Regions from separate parts of the Mus musculus genome. Here regions 1, 2 and 3 are each linked to region 4. Evidence: chromatin contacts called from public Hi-C, Micro-C and promoter capture Hi-C data. All regions are on one chromosome and are shown on one strand. Each heading gives the region's core, a stretch centred on a gene start, on an enhancer-like site or on the middle of the called end of the contact. The rest is flanking DNA. Distances are from core to core; before and after follow the strand shown.

Region 1 (3,684 bases), core at 960-3,459, 350 kb after region 4:
GTTCATGGGAAAGAGAGTAATTTTATAGCTTGTGGTGAGGTTCTCATTTCAGGGATTAAATAGGGTCATTTATTTAAATTGCTTTAATTAGCACTGGGATACACTAGTTATATAGGGAAACACGTTTAATACCTCAATGTTGTCTGTTAATGTGTTCAGAAGGTTCTTGGATCTGTGTTTAAGCAAACAGTCTCTTTAATGAGACTCATGTCTAGAAGCATCACTGTGCAGTGCTACATGTGCTACATGTGCTACATGATCCCACACCTGTGCAGAAGAGCACGGCCTGGACGGGAGCACAGCTGCGTCATGTTTGCTCACTTACTAGGTTCTTAGCATGTTAACAAAAATCACACCCCTGACCTACCTCAGGCCTTTCTATAAAATGGGAACAATACCAATGACCCCAAAAAACCCCTTCCAAGTCTAACTCTTGATATTCTAAGATTCTGGATCACAAGAGCTGGATCCTGTATAAAGGACATAAAAGATACTTCCACGAGGAATCAGGAAGGCTGCACATAAAAGCCTCGCATGGCCAACCATCCAGTAGGTGCTCAACTGAACCACAATTTGCAGGAAGTAGTAGCCTCTACATATGACTATCTATAGAACAGCTATAGGAAGATATAAAACATATCATAATCAAAAGCTAAGGATGAAAAAACTCCAAATTTTAGTCACTTACTCAAATTCTCCCTTCCTCATTCCTCTCTAATGCTGGATGGCTAATACGTCTCTCCCGTAAACCTCAGTATTATTCTCTTGTTTTCAAGAGAAAAACAACATACAAGTAGCCCGTTCTGCCCATTTCACTTTATAATAAATCTAAAACTATACCTTAAAATCATCCCCCCCCGGGGGGGGCATCTTTAAGTCTTACCTCCAGATTTACCATAACAAAATTATGGGACAGTTCTGAAATTTCTGTAGATTCTGCAAATTTGGGTTTTAAAGCTAAGGAGAGAGAGAGAAAAAAAAGATTTTTGCAATGACAGAAACATACCCAAACACTAGTCAGCATAAATATCACTAACTTTTATTGAAGGGTCAGACATTAGCATATATATATATGTATATGTACACACACACACACACACACACACACACACACACACACACATATATATTAACCCATCTAATGGAACCATTGTTAAGTCTAAATAACTAAAATTGAGGGCCGGAAGACGGCTGAGTCTCAATCCCTAGCACTTACCAAAAAAGCCCAGCATGGTGGCACACGCATGTAATCTCAGCAATAAGTGGATCCCTGGGACTGGCTGCCTTGCTAGCCAGCTTTGCCTAATCTGGTAGCTTCAGGTTCCAATGAGAAGGAACCAGCAATATGGCTGAGCAGGTGAAAGCAACTGCCATGCAGGCCTGGCAATCTGACTTGGACCCAGAATCCATGAAAAGGTAGGAGGAGAAAACTGAACCCACGAAGGCGTCCTCTAGCATCAACCCGCACACACATGAGAACACATACAAGAATAAATAAAATGAAATGAAAAACATGATGGAAACTAATTGGAAAAAGACATCCAAGGCTGATCTATGGCCTCCACAAGAATACAAATATACATGTCCTCAACGTATATGATTAAAACAGCAAAAACAATTAATGCCTGGTGGCACACAGTTGCAGACCAGATTCTGGGGAGACTGAAGCAGAAGGGTAACTTGAACTTACTTGAGTGTAAGACCAACCTGTGACCTATCTCAATTAAAAAAAAAAAACAAAAAACAAAAAACAGGCACAGGGTGTGGTGTGGCACACCTTTATTTCCAGAGCTCCATACTCAGAGACAGGTGGATTTCTGTGAGGCCAGCTGGGACTACATAATAAGACCTTGTCTCAAAAGCAAAACAAACAAACAAAAAAAAAACCAATATGAAATAAGGACAAGAGTGGTTTTTTTTTTTTTAGAGACAGGGTCTCTCTGTGTAGCCCTGGGTGTCCTCGAACTCAGAAATCCACATGCCTCTGCCTCCCAAGTGCTGGGATTAAAGGCGTGTGCACCACTGCCTGGCAAGTAGGACAAGAGCTTTTTATTTAAAAAATACAACCATAAAACCAGGCCTGGGAACCTAGATTCTCATCCTGCTTCTGGCACTTACTTTGTTATGTGACTGCAATGTGCATCAAACTTAAGAAATAGGGACAATGAGGGTGGGTGTGGTAGTACAAGCCTTTAGTTGAGGAGACAACAGGAGGATTTCGGTCAAGGCCAGCCTGGTCTACACAGTGAGTTCTGACATAGCCAGGGCTAGTGAGACCCTGTCTCGAAAGAAATGAAGACAAACTATTCGTGGGCTGAAGAGAGTAGATAAGGGTGTCTTGTCCACTGCCTCTCCTAATGACCCCGGTTCAATCCCTGTAACCTTCACCACAGAAGAATAGACTCTCACAAGTTGTCCTCCGACCTCCAAACACTATAAAAAATAAAATACAACTGTAGTGTGTGTGACTGCATGTGCCACAGCACACATGGAGATCAGAAGACAAGTGTGGAGTCTGTGCTCTTTTACCTTCCCATGGGCTTCAGGAACCACACTCAGGCCAGACTTCTGTAGCAAATGTCTTTACCCAATAAGCCATCCCACTGCCCTCCACTGTTTGCCTTTTATAGTTATGTTTCAGTAATTTCCATTGAAAAAGGAACCACGCCGGGCATGGTGGAGCATGCCTTTAATCCCAGCACTTGGGAGGGAGAGTCAGGCAGATTTCTGAGTTCCAGGCCAGCCTGGTCTACAAAGTGAGTTCCAGGACAGCCAGGGCTACACAGAGAAACCCTGTCTCGAAAACAAAACAAAACAAAACCCAAGCATGTGCTTACTCCCAGTTGTGGAGATATGGGCCGCTTCACAGCAGCTGACTATGATTTGCCTGGCGTTCTAACAGAGCATGGCTTTCTGCAATCTTGTGACTCCGAAATTCTGGAAACATTTCAGAGGTATAGAAATGCTAAGGCCCTGAGAGGTGAGGTTGGTTGTGGTTTGTTAGTAGTTGTGCTTAAAGAAGAAACAAAAGGAAAGAAACTAGACCCAGGGATGGATGGATGGATCTCTCTCTCTCTCTCTCTCTCTCTCTCTCTCTCTCTCTCTCTCTCCCTCCCTCCCTCCCTCCCTCCCTCCACCCCTCCCTCCCTTCCTAATGATAGGAGGTAAATAGGAGGTAAAATTGGTGTGTGTGTGTAGGGGTGGCAAAAAGAACCCACAAAGTAGCAAAGATCAGCTACAGAGTCTCTCAGTGGGACCCAAGCTAGCCTTGAACTTCTGATCCCCCTGCCTCACCAAGTGCTGAGATTACAGGCATGCACTGCAGTGTCTGGCATTCACATTCCTCTTATTCATTTTATTTAATTATGTGTACATGTGTGTGTGTGGGGGGGTATGTACATGAATGTGAGTGCTCAGAGGTCAGGTGTTCCTTAGGAGGAGCTAGTGTGTACTCTTAAGCACCGAGCCATCTCTCTAGCCCCTTACTTATGTCTGAGACAGGCACTCACTCTGTTGTCAAGGGTGGCCTCACACCTGTGCCCATGCTTCTGCTTCACCCTCCTGAGAGCTGGGACTACAGGCATGAGCTGCCATGCCCAGCTGCATTTTTGAAATAGGGTTTTGCTAGTTGTCGAGTTATCAGTGAAAAATAAAACCTGACTGGTATCACAACAGGCAGAAAGA
Region 2 (3,922 bases), core at 207-2,706, 270 kb before region 4:
CTGTAAATAACAATAAATCAGTCAATGGTGAATAAAACTGGAGATCAAAGTCAACTTCTTGCCTTCTTGATTAAAAAAAAATGGCTGTGGAGAACACTCTCTTCTTGTTCTTCCCTTTGCATATGCTGTTTGAGCATTTGTTCATTCAGCCAAGGAAAGACTCTACTACCTTAGGCAACATGCCAGGCCTTACACAGGGAAGGGACAGAGAACTCAGCTTGATCAACCTGACAGAAAGGCCCTGACTGGGAACTCTGAGTAGGTGACTAACCCAGACTGGAGAAGCAGAAAAAGATTTTCAAGGGAAATGAAATGGAGTCCACGAAGGACTGGTGAGGATAATGATTAGCCCAGCGAGAGGTAAGAGGTCAGGAATACTGTCTGTCTGTGGAAATCTCAGCCAGCGAGAACAGTCTTTGAGAGGACTAGAAGCACTTTGGCCATTTTGGGATTTAGAATTTATAAAAGAGGGGCAGTATTTTGAATGAGATTAGAGATTTCTTCTTTCCGTTTTTTTTTTTTTTCCCGTTTCGTTTTGTTTTGTTTTTCGAGACAGGGTTTCTATGTGTATCCCTGGCTGTCCTGGAACTCACTCTGTAGACCAGGCTAGCCTCGAACTCAGAAATCTGCCTGCCTCTGCCTCCCAAGTGCTGGGATTAAAGGTGTGCGCCACTACTGCTCGGCAAGAGATTTCTTAAGATTATTCTGTGGGTAGTATTGGGAAGGCATATATATATATATGCCTTCCCAATACATATATATATATCCTCAATCATTCAAAGGGTATGGAGGTAGGGGACAATGATGAACACAGAGAGACTGAGAATCAACGGCAAATGTTAGTTTGAGAGGCTTGAATTAGGGAGGTGGGATTGGGAAGAAATGGGCAATCCGATAATCTCATGGCTGTGATGTTGGGAGGGTAGGGCGTGTTCATCACATGAGTTTGGACTTTATTCTTAAAGGATAAAGGAGAAGGAAGCTAAACACCTCAGCTATCTGCCTGGTCCATTCAGATCCGTGCTTACAGACATCAACCCGGCAGACAGCGTGAACAGTCTGAGGACACCGCGCAGGTAAGGTAAGGTAAGTCCGCAAGCTGGCTGCAGCCGGGACATACAGGGGGCGCCGGAGGCAGATGGTCGGGAGACCAACAGCCACACAGCCTGGACCTTAAACTCAGAGCCCAGCCACGCAGTCCAGGAGTCGGACGCGCGCGCCCGGGGCGGGGCCGGAGCACGCACGGCGGCATGACGTAGGCCTGGCCAGCCTCGTTCTGGCCACCGCCGCCGCGCCGAGGCGGAGTAGGATGAGGCCCCGGGCCGCGGCTCCAGCGTCGGCAGGGGCAACAGCAGCTGAGGCAGCAGCTGAGGCAACCGAGACGGCCGCGCCCCCCCCTCCTGACCTGGATTAGGCCCAGCAGCCCGTGGCCGCCGCCGCCCCGCGGGGGGCGGGGTGGGGAAGCGCTCAGTCTTCCCGCCCCCGCCCCCCTCAGGTTCCAGACGCGACCCCGGCGCAGCCCGCGGCCTAGCCTCGCGCCCCCTGTCCCGGGGGCTGGCATGAGCGGCCCCTCGGTGGCGCCGGGGCGCGGGGGAGCCGCCGCCTGAGCCCCGGGCCTGCCGCCTTGGACCCCGCGGCGCCGAGCGAGCTCACCGCCGAGCGTGCGAGAGACCGGGTCACAGCTTTCTTCCTCCCGCAGATCTCAAGCATACACCCCAGCCCCGGAAGATGGGGAACTGCCTCAAATCCCCGACTTCGGATGACATCTCCCTGCTTCACGAGTCTCAGTCCGACCGGGCTAGCTTTGGCGAGGGGACGGAGCCAGATCAGGAGCCGCCGCCGCCATATCAGGTAGGGAGGGTGTGTGTCGGCGTGCGAGAGGAGGCGGCTCGGGCCCTCTGCCCTTGGCCTCCACGGCCTAGACCGGGGGTGGGTGGGGGGGGGGTGGCGTTGACCCCTTCAGGGCTGGCCTTGAGGGTGTCTGCTGCCCGGTTCCCAAATGGAAAAGGGTCCTTCTGGGCATCCCCTTGGGCACGGGTTGAGGACGGTCTTCTGTCCTTGAGTTCAGGAATCGAGTGTGTGATCTTATCCCCTTCGGTGCCTAGTAGTTTAGCTTGTGGAGTTGAGGATGACATGGTTTTCCTGCCTTTATGTCTGAGTTGTGTGATTTCCTCATCAGACTGCCAAGAGGATTACGGGTTTTGCGTAGCTTGTCACCCCCTCCCCCCTTATATTTGTGTTTTCGTTTATGATCCTCCCCACTCTTTTGTTAATTGGCTCTGGTAGAATGTCTTTTTTACCATCTACTTGGGAGGTAGAATTCCAAGTGGCGATTTTGGCCTCAGCTTCATAAAGAGTTACTTGTTTATATATACATATGTGGTAATTTTAAGCTCCACCCCTGTGACACATCTTTTAAATAAGTTGGCTTAATTAAAATTTGATTATCTTGAACTTGAGAGACCTTTCAACCTGACTTGGGAAATGCCATCTGTTACTTAAAGTCCTCTTTATCAAAGACTCCTGAATGGGTCTTTCTAAATGATACATTGAGTAAACTTCTCAGGTGGGCTTTAATACAGTTCTTTAATATTTTCCTGAAGAGAGTTTAGTTTTCTAACTGTGCAGTCTCCTTTGATTTTATGTGGTGACATCATTATCTAGTGTAGTGTTTTCTCAATCCTGTGTAAACCAGTTTCTCATCACGTGGCAAAAAATTGATCATATGAGCTGATTTTCTGACCCCCTCATGTTAGTCAAGTCCCATCTTTACGATAGCCTGGCAAAAGCCTCTATTTTAACCAAACCAGGCTGTTGATAGTTTTGTCTTTGCTCCAGGTGATCTTTATGCTAAGAGCCCTTCCCCCAAGGTTGCCCAGGTGAACATTTAATCCTCTTTAAGGACTCAGCTCAAGTATCTAAAGTACTGACATTACCCACCCTTCTTCCCCGAATTCCTGGATACGTCCCCCATGTACCTTCTACACTTACAAGCAGTACCAGACCTAAAATAATTTAGTGCAGTATCTTTGTTTAGGTAGTTGTGTGTCTCACCCTTGACATATGTGTTCTCCTCCCCTTGTACAAGCTGAATTTGGGACAGTTTCCAGGTGCTTTTATACTCTAGCATCTGACTCATAGTAGATACTCAATAACTGAGATAAATGAAGAATAGAAGCTTTGTCGTCAATATTTCATGCAATTTCTGTCCTATAAAAATTAAGTATTGGCTATATTTATGTGGCCCATTTCTCCCAACATATTTAAATTGCTTCAGGAGCAATACCTAATACTAAATGGAATATGAATATTATCCATAATCAGTAACAGGAATTAAACTGAGAACCCTATGCATTCTAGCAAAACACCACTATAGAACTATAACTCTGCTGTTTAAAAAAAAAAAAAAAAAAAAAACTTATTGTTAGACAGTGACTCAGGAAGTTGACCAGACAGACAAACATTCTGTCCTCCTGCCTCAGCCTCCAGAGTTGGGCCCATTTTTCAGGCTATCTTAACTGTTTTCCTCTCCACTGGATAGCTCCTCTAGAATGAATTTATGTAGGTGACATGAGCAAACTTCTCCCCCAAATCTATGTTCCTTAGCCTCTTTCTAGGAAAATTGGATATCTGACTTGCTGCTTTCTGTTATTCTTACCGTAATTTTAGAGTTATGGGAACTATATTTTTGTCCTTTCCAAAAGGACTAGATCATAATGATGGCTTTTGGTATTTTACCAGTACTTTTTTGGAATGTTATTTTTGACAATGGAAATTGTATTGTGGTTGCCTTTTCCTGAAATGAATGACCCAAATACTGATATGCAAAATTACTATGAATTGCAAGAAAATAGTTACTTTAAAATATGAGACCATAAAAAGAAATATTTAGCTTTGCATGGTGGCTCATATCTGTCATCTT
Region 3 (3,805 bases), core at 529-3,028, 320 kb after region 4:
GCTAATGGAGGGCACTGGGCAGCTTCCTCTTTTGCTCCCTTTCTTATTTTTTTATTCCTTTAGACTTAGTTGTTTTTAATGTGTATGAATGTCTTGCCTACGTTTCTGTATGTACACACACCACACTAGTGCCTGGTGCCTGTAAGGGTCAGAAGAGGGAGTCAGATTCCCCCCAGAACTGCAGGTAGGGTGGTTGTGAACCACATGCTGCTCCTGAGAACTGAACCCTTGTCTACAAGAGCAACAAGTGCTCCTGAATGATGAGCCATCTCTCCAGCCATCTCTCCAGCCCAGCCTATTTGTTCGTTTGTTTGTTTGTTTGAGACCGTCACATTTCAAGCTCCAGGGGTTCACCATGTCTCTGTCCCTACAGCTAGAGTTACAGGCACAGAGATGATGGCAGCCTCTTCCACACTGAGGATGTGAATCTAGGTCCTCATATCTGCGAAGCAAGCACACTCCTCTTCTTCTGTTTGGGGATGCAGAAGGGATGTGCTCTATCTGCTTGCATGAGGGCGCACACACACACACAAACACACACACACACACACACACACACACACACACGCGTGCGCGCGCACGCACACACACACACACACTCACTTATTTCGTTTACAGTCTACAGCTTTCCTGTGGATTCTGGGAAGGTGGGATGGAGAAATCCACTTTCACTCCACACCTCTTTTGGCTTCTAGAGGTTGTCATCCTGCCCTCTCAAAGTCTCTTCCACATTTGACACCAAGATAGAATTGCATGTGGATGAATTTTTCTGTTCACTATTCTCTTCTTGCCCATGGCTCCAGTTGGCATTGTAGTCTTGTCCAGTGTTTGCTGTCCTCATGCTGTCAGGAGCCAAGACTCGGCTAGTGCCAAGGTTGTACTCAACCCTCACCTCACACCCATCATCCCTGCAATTTCACTCTCCAAGTTCCCTCAAGGTTTCTCTGCTTCCAGCTACAAGACCCTGCTCCATTCCAGCGCCATTTCCTCCATCCTGACCAGAACTTAGGTGTCCCTCGCCCACAAGCAGGGTCAAGACCCACTCCCCTACCTAGTTCCCGCCCCTTTCTGCGGGGCGGAGTAGACTCAGCTGGCTCCCCACATTTCCCTTCTTCCAAGCTCATCCCCTCCAAGCCCCAACCCTATGTCTCCATCCCTTGAGACCCCTTCGCGGGTACCAGCGGGGCTCGGTTCTACACCCTTTCACTCCCAGCTAACCACACTCACGTCCCGGAAGTTCTCAATCCCACCAGACACCCGTTCCTGCTCTGCGCCCCTTCCTTTCAGCCCTTGCTCTTCTGCTCGTCTCAAAGCCCCTCGAGCCCACCCAGCTCTCCGCCTTCACGCCCCCTTTCGCCTGCCTCCCCTCCATCCTTTCAGCATCCCTCTGCTGCCCTAAGATGTACCCAGCCACCCCTTACTGCCTGTAGTAGCTGCTCATCTGCCCCCAGCCCCAATGGTCGCTGCTTCCCGGCGGACCTGTGCGGAGTGCGAGCCAGCACTCCTGCTTTGCTGCGGTGCGGGTCCCTGGCGGCCTCTCGCAGCCCCTCTCTGAGTCCCCTAGGCTGCCTTGCACTCGGTCCCCGGCTCCCAGGCAGTGCGGAGCCCGGTCGAGGCCGCGCCCCTTACCTCGGATAAGAGCTGGCTCACGGACAGTGCAGCCGGACTGTTGCACTTGGCGATAGTGGGTGAGAGGCAGGCGAGGCGGGTCTGGTTCCCACCTCGGCTACGGAGGGCTGAGGCTCTGGCTGAAGATGGGTTGGGTTCCCGCTGGGTCCAAGCCCCGCCCCTGGGCGGAACCCATGTAAGATCCGCCCCGCCCCTGCGTTCTGGGCTGGTGTAAGGAACCTACAATTTCTTGGGAGCCTTACACCCTATATATCTGGGTGACTTTTATAATCTGCCCACATTCTATAGTTTGCACCTACAGGGTGCTCAGAGGTCTTTGGTGATAATGTAGATGATGATGGCGTCAAGTTTTGCTCTTTCCAAATGCTTTACTCCATTCTCATAAACTCTCAAGGAGGGAGCACAACCTGTCCACAAGTGAAAAATGAGCTAGGAAGCTGGCTATCACCGTCTGCCCCACTCATCACCTCTTCATGGTCCTTGTCGTCTGAGACTGGTAATCCCATCTGAACAAATCCAATCTTCTTCTAGGTTTCCTTTTCTCTGCATAAAGTATCCTGGTTCAGGACTCATGGGACTAATGCAAGAATTCTAATTCCTGCCTTCTTTCCAGCCTCTATACCAGTGACCTGAGGAACCTTTTGAAATGATTTCGACCTTGTTAAGATAACACTCACTGCTTCTCCATGACCAGCAGTAGCATGGAGTTTGCCAACTGGAGTGGTAAATGTTCTTGTCTGAGCCTTAGCAGACCCCAGATCTTCCAGGAGTGGTAGGTCACCTTCAAATTCTTATATGGATTTCACCTTCCATTGTCCTGAGGTCACTGGCCTGACATTTGGGTCTGGAGTTATTATTCTTTTCTTTCTTCCTTTTAATGATTTTTTATTTCATGTGCATTGGTATTTTGCCTGCGCGGATGTCTGTGTGAGGGTGTAGGATCCCTGGAACTGGAGTTACAGACAATTGTGAGCTGTCATGTGAGTGCTAGGATTTGAACCCAGGTCCTCTGGAAGACCAGCCAGTGCTCTTACCCACTGAGCCATCGCTCCAGCTCCTCTTTGTTCTTTTCTATAGTCATCCCCACCCCAGGTCATAGAAGTACGAGTCAGATAAGAAGTCCAGATTTTTCTCAGTTCCGTTATGACTTGTCTAAGATGTTTCTTTCCAGCCTCTCTGCCTCAGCATCAGAGTCCTAATCCTTACAATGTTCGCTAGAGCTGCTTATCAGCCCCTTTAGTCAGGTCCGCGCTGCCCATTTGACTTTCAGCTTCCCCTGTGCTCCCTCTAGAACCCTGGTTCCACCCTCTGCATCTTTAGAATGCTCAGGTTACCTCTTTATCTTTACCGAAACCTTATCCTCCCCCGGGACACTGCTTCCATGGTAGCCCTCTGCAGAAAGGCTCTTCATTTTCTTAACCTCCATGTATCATAACACCAGGAGGTGGGCAGCATTGTCACGCCCACCCTCATACAAAGATTTGCTCTCCTTTGCCCGCGAGCCATATCACAGCCTATGGCTCCTCCACACTGTTCCTCGTGCTCTGAGGAGTTCCTGGGGTACCAGCCCCTTCACTAGCTGCTGCTCCGCCATCCTTCTGGTGACTTCAGTTGCATATGGGGGTCTCCTGACCCTCATCCCTTTGCCTCTGCTTTACATGTTGACTGTGTCATTAACACCTACAGCCACACCTGACCCTCCTACTCACCTAGAACTTCTGGTCTTAAGACCAAACACCCTATGCAGAACTTACTCCCATAAGGCCTAGTTTCCTTTCCTCATTTCAAACTGGGTAACATGAATAACGAGTTGCCCATTCTTCACAGGAACAATGAGATAACATGTAAAACAACCCTTTCAAAGCTGGGAAACAATACAAGAACAGATGGAGATGCTTTCGGTAGCCTCAGGTCTGATGGCTTCCTCCTCCTCTCTCCCCTGAAAGGCCATGTAACATAGAAGAAGGAGCACAGCCTTAGACCCACCAGACTACATTTTTTGTTTTTGTTTTTAGTCCTTGCTCTACCACTTGCTGGCTGAATGATCATAGGTCTGTTACCTCATTTTTCTGACACATGCACCCGTTTCTTATCTTTAGGAAAATCAATAACAAAAACTGTCTCACTGTTGTGAGGAGCAAATGAGAAAATGACACTGGACAGTACTTGATAGAAT
Region 4 (3,860 bases), core at 406-2,905:
TAGATTTTTGCTTAACTGGATGATATGAAGTGGGAAGATCCACCTCTAGTCTGAGCCACACTTTCTCCTGGAAACCTATAAATAGGGCATCAAGAAGGACGCTTTCTCCTTTTCTGCCTACGTCTCTCACTTTTGCTAGCAAGTCCATTACTTCACTGGCATTAGGGCCTATTCTTTCCAGATTTTGGCATACACAGAAGACTAGCTAGCTGAGACATCCAATTACTAGTTTCTTGGATTTTCTATGCATAGGCAGCCATTGTTGTCTTTGCTTAATCACATCCTGTAATAAATCCCACTCTGTGTGTGTGTGTATATCTATCGATCTCTCTATATATACACAAATATATTCATTCTGTAAGTATTTTTACTCTAAAGATCCCTGACTAATATAGCAGGGGTAGAATGTTCTCCTGGCATGCACAAAGCCCTAGATTTTTCTCTACAGTAAAACAACAAAACAAAACAAGAAGTATATGAGTTCTTTTTGCCTGCATGCATATCTGTGTACTACATACATGTCTGGGGCCAGGGAGGCCAAAAGAGGATCACTGGGTTCTTCTTCCCCTTCTTTTTCTAGATTTATTTATTTATTTTATGTATGTGAGTACACAGTTGGTCTTCAGACACACCAGAAGAGGGAATCAGATCTCATTACAAATGGTTGTGAGCCACCCTGTGGTTGCTGGGAATTGAACTCAGGACCTCTGCAAGAGCAGTCAGTGCTTACCCGATGATGAGCCATCTCTCCAGCTTTCCCAATCACTAGGTTCTTAAATATAGAATTCTTTGGCCAGGTGTGGTGGCTCTCACCTTTAACCCAAGCCCAGAAGCAGACAGATCTCTGTGAGTTAGAGGACAGCCTGGTCTACCTATATATAGCAAATACCAGAACAGCCAAGGCTGCAAAAGAGACTCTGTCTCCAAAAAAAAAAAAAAAAAAAAAAAAAAACAAAAAACCCAACAAAACTTATGTTACAATTTAAAAAAAAGTTTTATGTAGCACCCACTACTCTCAAACTCATTATGTAGTCAAGGATTATCTTGAACTTACAAAAAAAAAATTTAGTTTTAGTTATATGTACTTTAGTGAGTATGTCTGAGTGGGGTGGGAATATTTGCTCCTAAGTGCTGGTACCCTCAGTTCTGATGGCCTGGAGTTACAGGCAGTTGTGTGCTCCCCTACCCTCCAGATCCTCTTGAAGATGTTTTTCTCTTATTCTCTCTGTCTGTCTGTCTCTCCCTCCCTCCCTTACACCCACCTCTAAACCCCCCTCCCCTCCGTCTCTCTGTCCCCCCACTCCCCTTTTCTCCTTCTCTCCTTTTTTTCTTTTCTTTTTTTTGTCAGTCTTACTTAGCTGAGTCTGGCTTTGAACTACCGATCCTCTGGTCTCCCAAGTGCTGGGATTACAGGTATCCACCTTCACGCCTGTTTTGGATAAATAATCTAAATATTCACGCTCGCTTTCTCAGTTTTCTGCCTCCATAACAGCCCGCCCTATACACAATAGGCGAAGAGAGAAAGAAACAAAGCATGCTTGACTAGGATTGCCAGGGGCGTGGGTCCACCAGCTGCACAGAGGAGCCGCACCTGGCCCCGCCCACTCACGCCCTGGTCCCGCCTAGGCTCTCGGAGACCCCGCCCCCTGCATGCCGAATGCCATATAGGCGACTGACGTCAGGCCGTTTGTTGTCATTGGCGGCTCCCAAGATGGCGTCCATCGTGGAAGGGCCGCTGAGCAAATGGACTAACGTGATGAAGGGATGGCAGTATCGTTGGTTCGTGCTGGACTACAATGCAGGGCTGCTCTCCTACTACACGGTGAGTGGCTGAGGCCGCGCTGCTGGGACGGCGAGCTACGCGGAGCCGGGGCGGGGGTGCTCCGCTGAGAGACCGCCGTACGCGAGGTTCCCTTGTGGAGGAGGGCTTTGCGTGCGGGTAGCCAATGACCAGAAGGGAGATGCGGACCCAGCCAGTGAGCAGCGCCGGCCGGCTGATTTATGGGCCGGGGGCGAGCCGGGTGTCTCAGGGAGTGGTTCTGTGACTAGGTAGGGTCTGCGCTGAGACGAGGTACGGGTGGGCGTAGTCCCGGTGTGGCAGGTCAGCCTAGCTGTCCACACTGTGCGTCTCTCCTGTCCCCAGCCCGGGCACTGGCCGCACCCCTTAGCTTCCCTCCAGGGCTCGAAGAGCGCTGCCTTCTCGGAGCAGTGGTCAGAGGAACCTGGCCAGGTCCAAAGGTGACCCGCGTCCACACCGTGGGCTCTGAAATCCCATCAGTCTGTCCAGCAAGGCTGTCCTACTGTGGGGATGCACCCCTCTTTCCAGCGGGGCACGAGTGTAACGGACTCCGTAACTTTTGAGAGCAGAGGATTCCCTCTGCGCGAGTCTTCTGGTTGCGGAGATGTAGAAAGAGATGGTGCAGTTGCCCTGAAAGTTGTGTTCTGGAGAGGACCGACTTCGCTGTTGTTGACGCGAGTTAGTGGCCCAGGGTAGGTAGATGAAATGCTGTGGAGCCTATGTTCTGACCGCCTCTTCCACCTCCTTCGCATTAGAAATGGAAGGTGGGCGGTGTTGGAGAAATTACTAACGGGGCCACTTTCTTTGAGCTGTATTGTTAATAATAGCCCGTGAGAAGAAGAAAAGCACCCAGAAGGACAAAATATAGAATGTCTTGAAGGCTTTAGAAAATGATAGAAGAAAAACGAAGAAATACGATTATGGGAGAAGAGTTAGTGTGGATGAGGGAAGTAGGGACACATAGTTATTCATTCATTTAAAAATATCATTGAGTTCCTGTCCTGCGGGTCTTCATTCCAGCAAGAATCGACAGCTGTGTAGACGCTGCCTCTCTTCTCGAGCTTTTAGTGTAGTCTAGTGGGCACCTTAATTCATTTACTCTTAATAAATTTGCAAGGTAGGTATTCATTATTCCCATTTAATGCTCCCATTTTACAGTTTTGGAATCTGAGACTCCAGGCTTTTAAGTAATTAGCTCAAGATCACATACACAGCTGTAAGTGGTGGAGTCAGGCTTCCCATTAAATTTCTCTTTTGCTACAGGAAGTAGAAAAGTACATGCTGTTAGGCAGGTCTGCCAAACTACAAGCGTTGGTCACCTTTATCATTCTTTGGATATGAACTTATGTTCTCTGTGTCTTTATTATTTTTATTTTTGATGGAGCCCAGGGCCTCGAAAATGCTAGGTCAACACTTTACCACTGACCCACATTCCTAGCCTCTCTTCTACGTAATTTTTAAAGGATCAAATTTTAATGAGACACAAACATATTGTTCAAAGCTGAATACAGTAGCTTGTATATGTAGCCTCTTAATTTTAAGGTCAAGCCAGGTCAGTGTACCTAAAGAGACCCTGTCTCAAAACAAAACAAACAACACCCCAAAACAAACAAAACCAAAAAACAACCCCCAACCAAATATATTAAAAAACAAAAAACACACACACATCATACTATGTCAGATGGAAAAGGAACAACTACACATTTTATCTTGAAAAACTGAAGAATTATGAAATCCCACGACTAAGATAAATAAAGAATAATATCAAATTTCACTAAATGTGATAATCAGCAAACTCTATGGATCCTAGCCAGCATATTCATGATGGAGTAATTAGTAGCACTGTAGAATTAAGTTACTCTTCAAATCCCAAAATTTGTGTGGTCTGAGTCTAGGGCCATCCTAGAGTTAAAATTCTAGGGAGCCCTTAGCCCAGATAAAAATATCCTTTTTCCTTGTTTTCTTTCTTTCCTGATTTTTTTTTTAAATCTTTTATGTCTTCTTGTCCTGTAGATTTAGAGAGTTTGAACTCCTTGTCCTTCTGACTAAATAGAAGTTTTTC

The links. Promoter capture Hi-C pulls out the DNA fragments that hold promoters and counts their contacts. A called contact is a pair of places that touch in the nucleus more often than the background predicts.
Region 1: a contact with region 4 is called in a promoter capture Hi-C map of embryonic stem cells, with 2.3 times the contacts expected there. The contact joins the enhancer-like site here to the promoter of Osbpl9 in region 4. A contact is called at or near these places in 10 of 39 promoter capture datasets (the 3T3-L1 cell line, the C10 cell line, embryonic stem cells and 4 more), 1 of 484 Hi-C or Micro-C datasets (megakaryocyte progenitors), 7 of 115 datasets of contacts at active chromatin or transcription factors (the SCID.adh cell line, double positive thymocytes, embryonic stem cells and 3 more) and 2 of 9 other capture datasets (adipose tissue and liver).
Region 2: a contact with region 4 is called in a Hi-C map of uterus. The contact joins the promoter of Rnf11 here to the promoter of Osbpl9 in region 4. A contact is called at or near these places in 1 of 15 datasets of contacts at CTCF or cohesin (the NIH/3T3 cell line), 3 of 484 Hi-C or Micro-C datasets (B cells, embryonic stem cells and uterus), 2 of 115 datasets of contacts at active chromatin or transcription factors (embryonic stem cells and microglia) and 2 of 9 other capture datasets (liver and macrophages).
Region 3: a Micro-C map of embryonic stem cells shows a contact between it and region 4, with 3 times the contacts expected there. The contact joins the promoter of Rab3b here to the promoter of Osbpl9 in region 4. A contact is called at or near these places in 12 of 39 promoter capture datasets (the 3T3-L1 cell line, 3T3-L1-derived adipocytes, the C10 cell line and 7 more), 2 of 484 Hi-C or Micro-C datasets (both in embryonic stem cells), 2 of 115 datasets of contacts at active chromatin or transcription factors (the NIH/3T3 cell line and stem cell-derived neural progenitor cells) and 2 of 9 other capture datasets (adipose tissue and liver).

What each region holds. Positions count from the first base shown.
Region 1 is chr4:108,853,421-108,857,104 of GRCm38.p6, reverse strand. It overlaps Txndc12 (thioredoxin domain containing 12 (endoplasmic reticulum)), which reads right to left. Exons shown (of 7, transcript NM_025334.3): 4 at 884-957. Among named protein-coding and RNA genes, the nearest start is that of Kti12, 7.4 kb to the right of the region's middle. Within about 2 kb of position 2,209, at least 7 of the 459 cell types and tissues checked have an H3K27ac peak or open chromatin away from gene starts, as enhancers often do. A contact at or near this core is called in embryonic stem cells, where this site is marked.
Region 2 is chr4:109,474,039-109,477,960 of GRCm38.p6, reverse strand. Rnf11 (ring finger protein 11) reads left to right here and starts at 1,456. Exons shown (of 3, transcript NM_013876.3): 1 at 1,456-1,851. The coding sequence starts at 1,729.
Region 3 is chr4:108,877,043-108,880,847 of GRCm38.p6, reverse strand. It overlaps Rab3b (RAB3B, member RAS oncogene family), which reads right to left and starts at 1,778. Exons shown (of 5, transcript NM_023537.5): 1 at 1,630-1,778.
Region 4 is chr4:109,200,067-109,203,926 of GRCm38.p6, reverse strand. It overlaps Osbpl9 (oxysterol binding protein-like 9), which reads left to right and starts at 1,655. Exons shown (of 24, transcript NM_001368727.1): 1 at 1,655-1,822. The coding sequence starts at 1,712. It overlaps Gm46867 (a long non-coding RNA gene), which reads right to left and starts at 1,734. Exons shown (of 3, transcript XR_001784406.1): 1 at 1,678-1,734.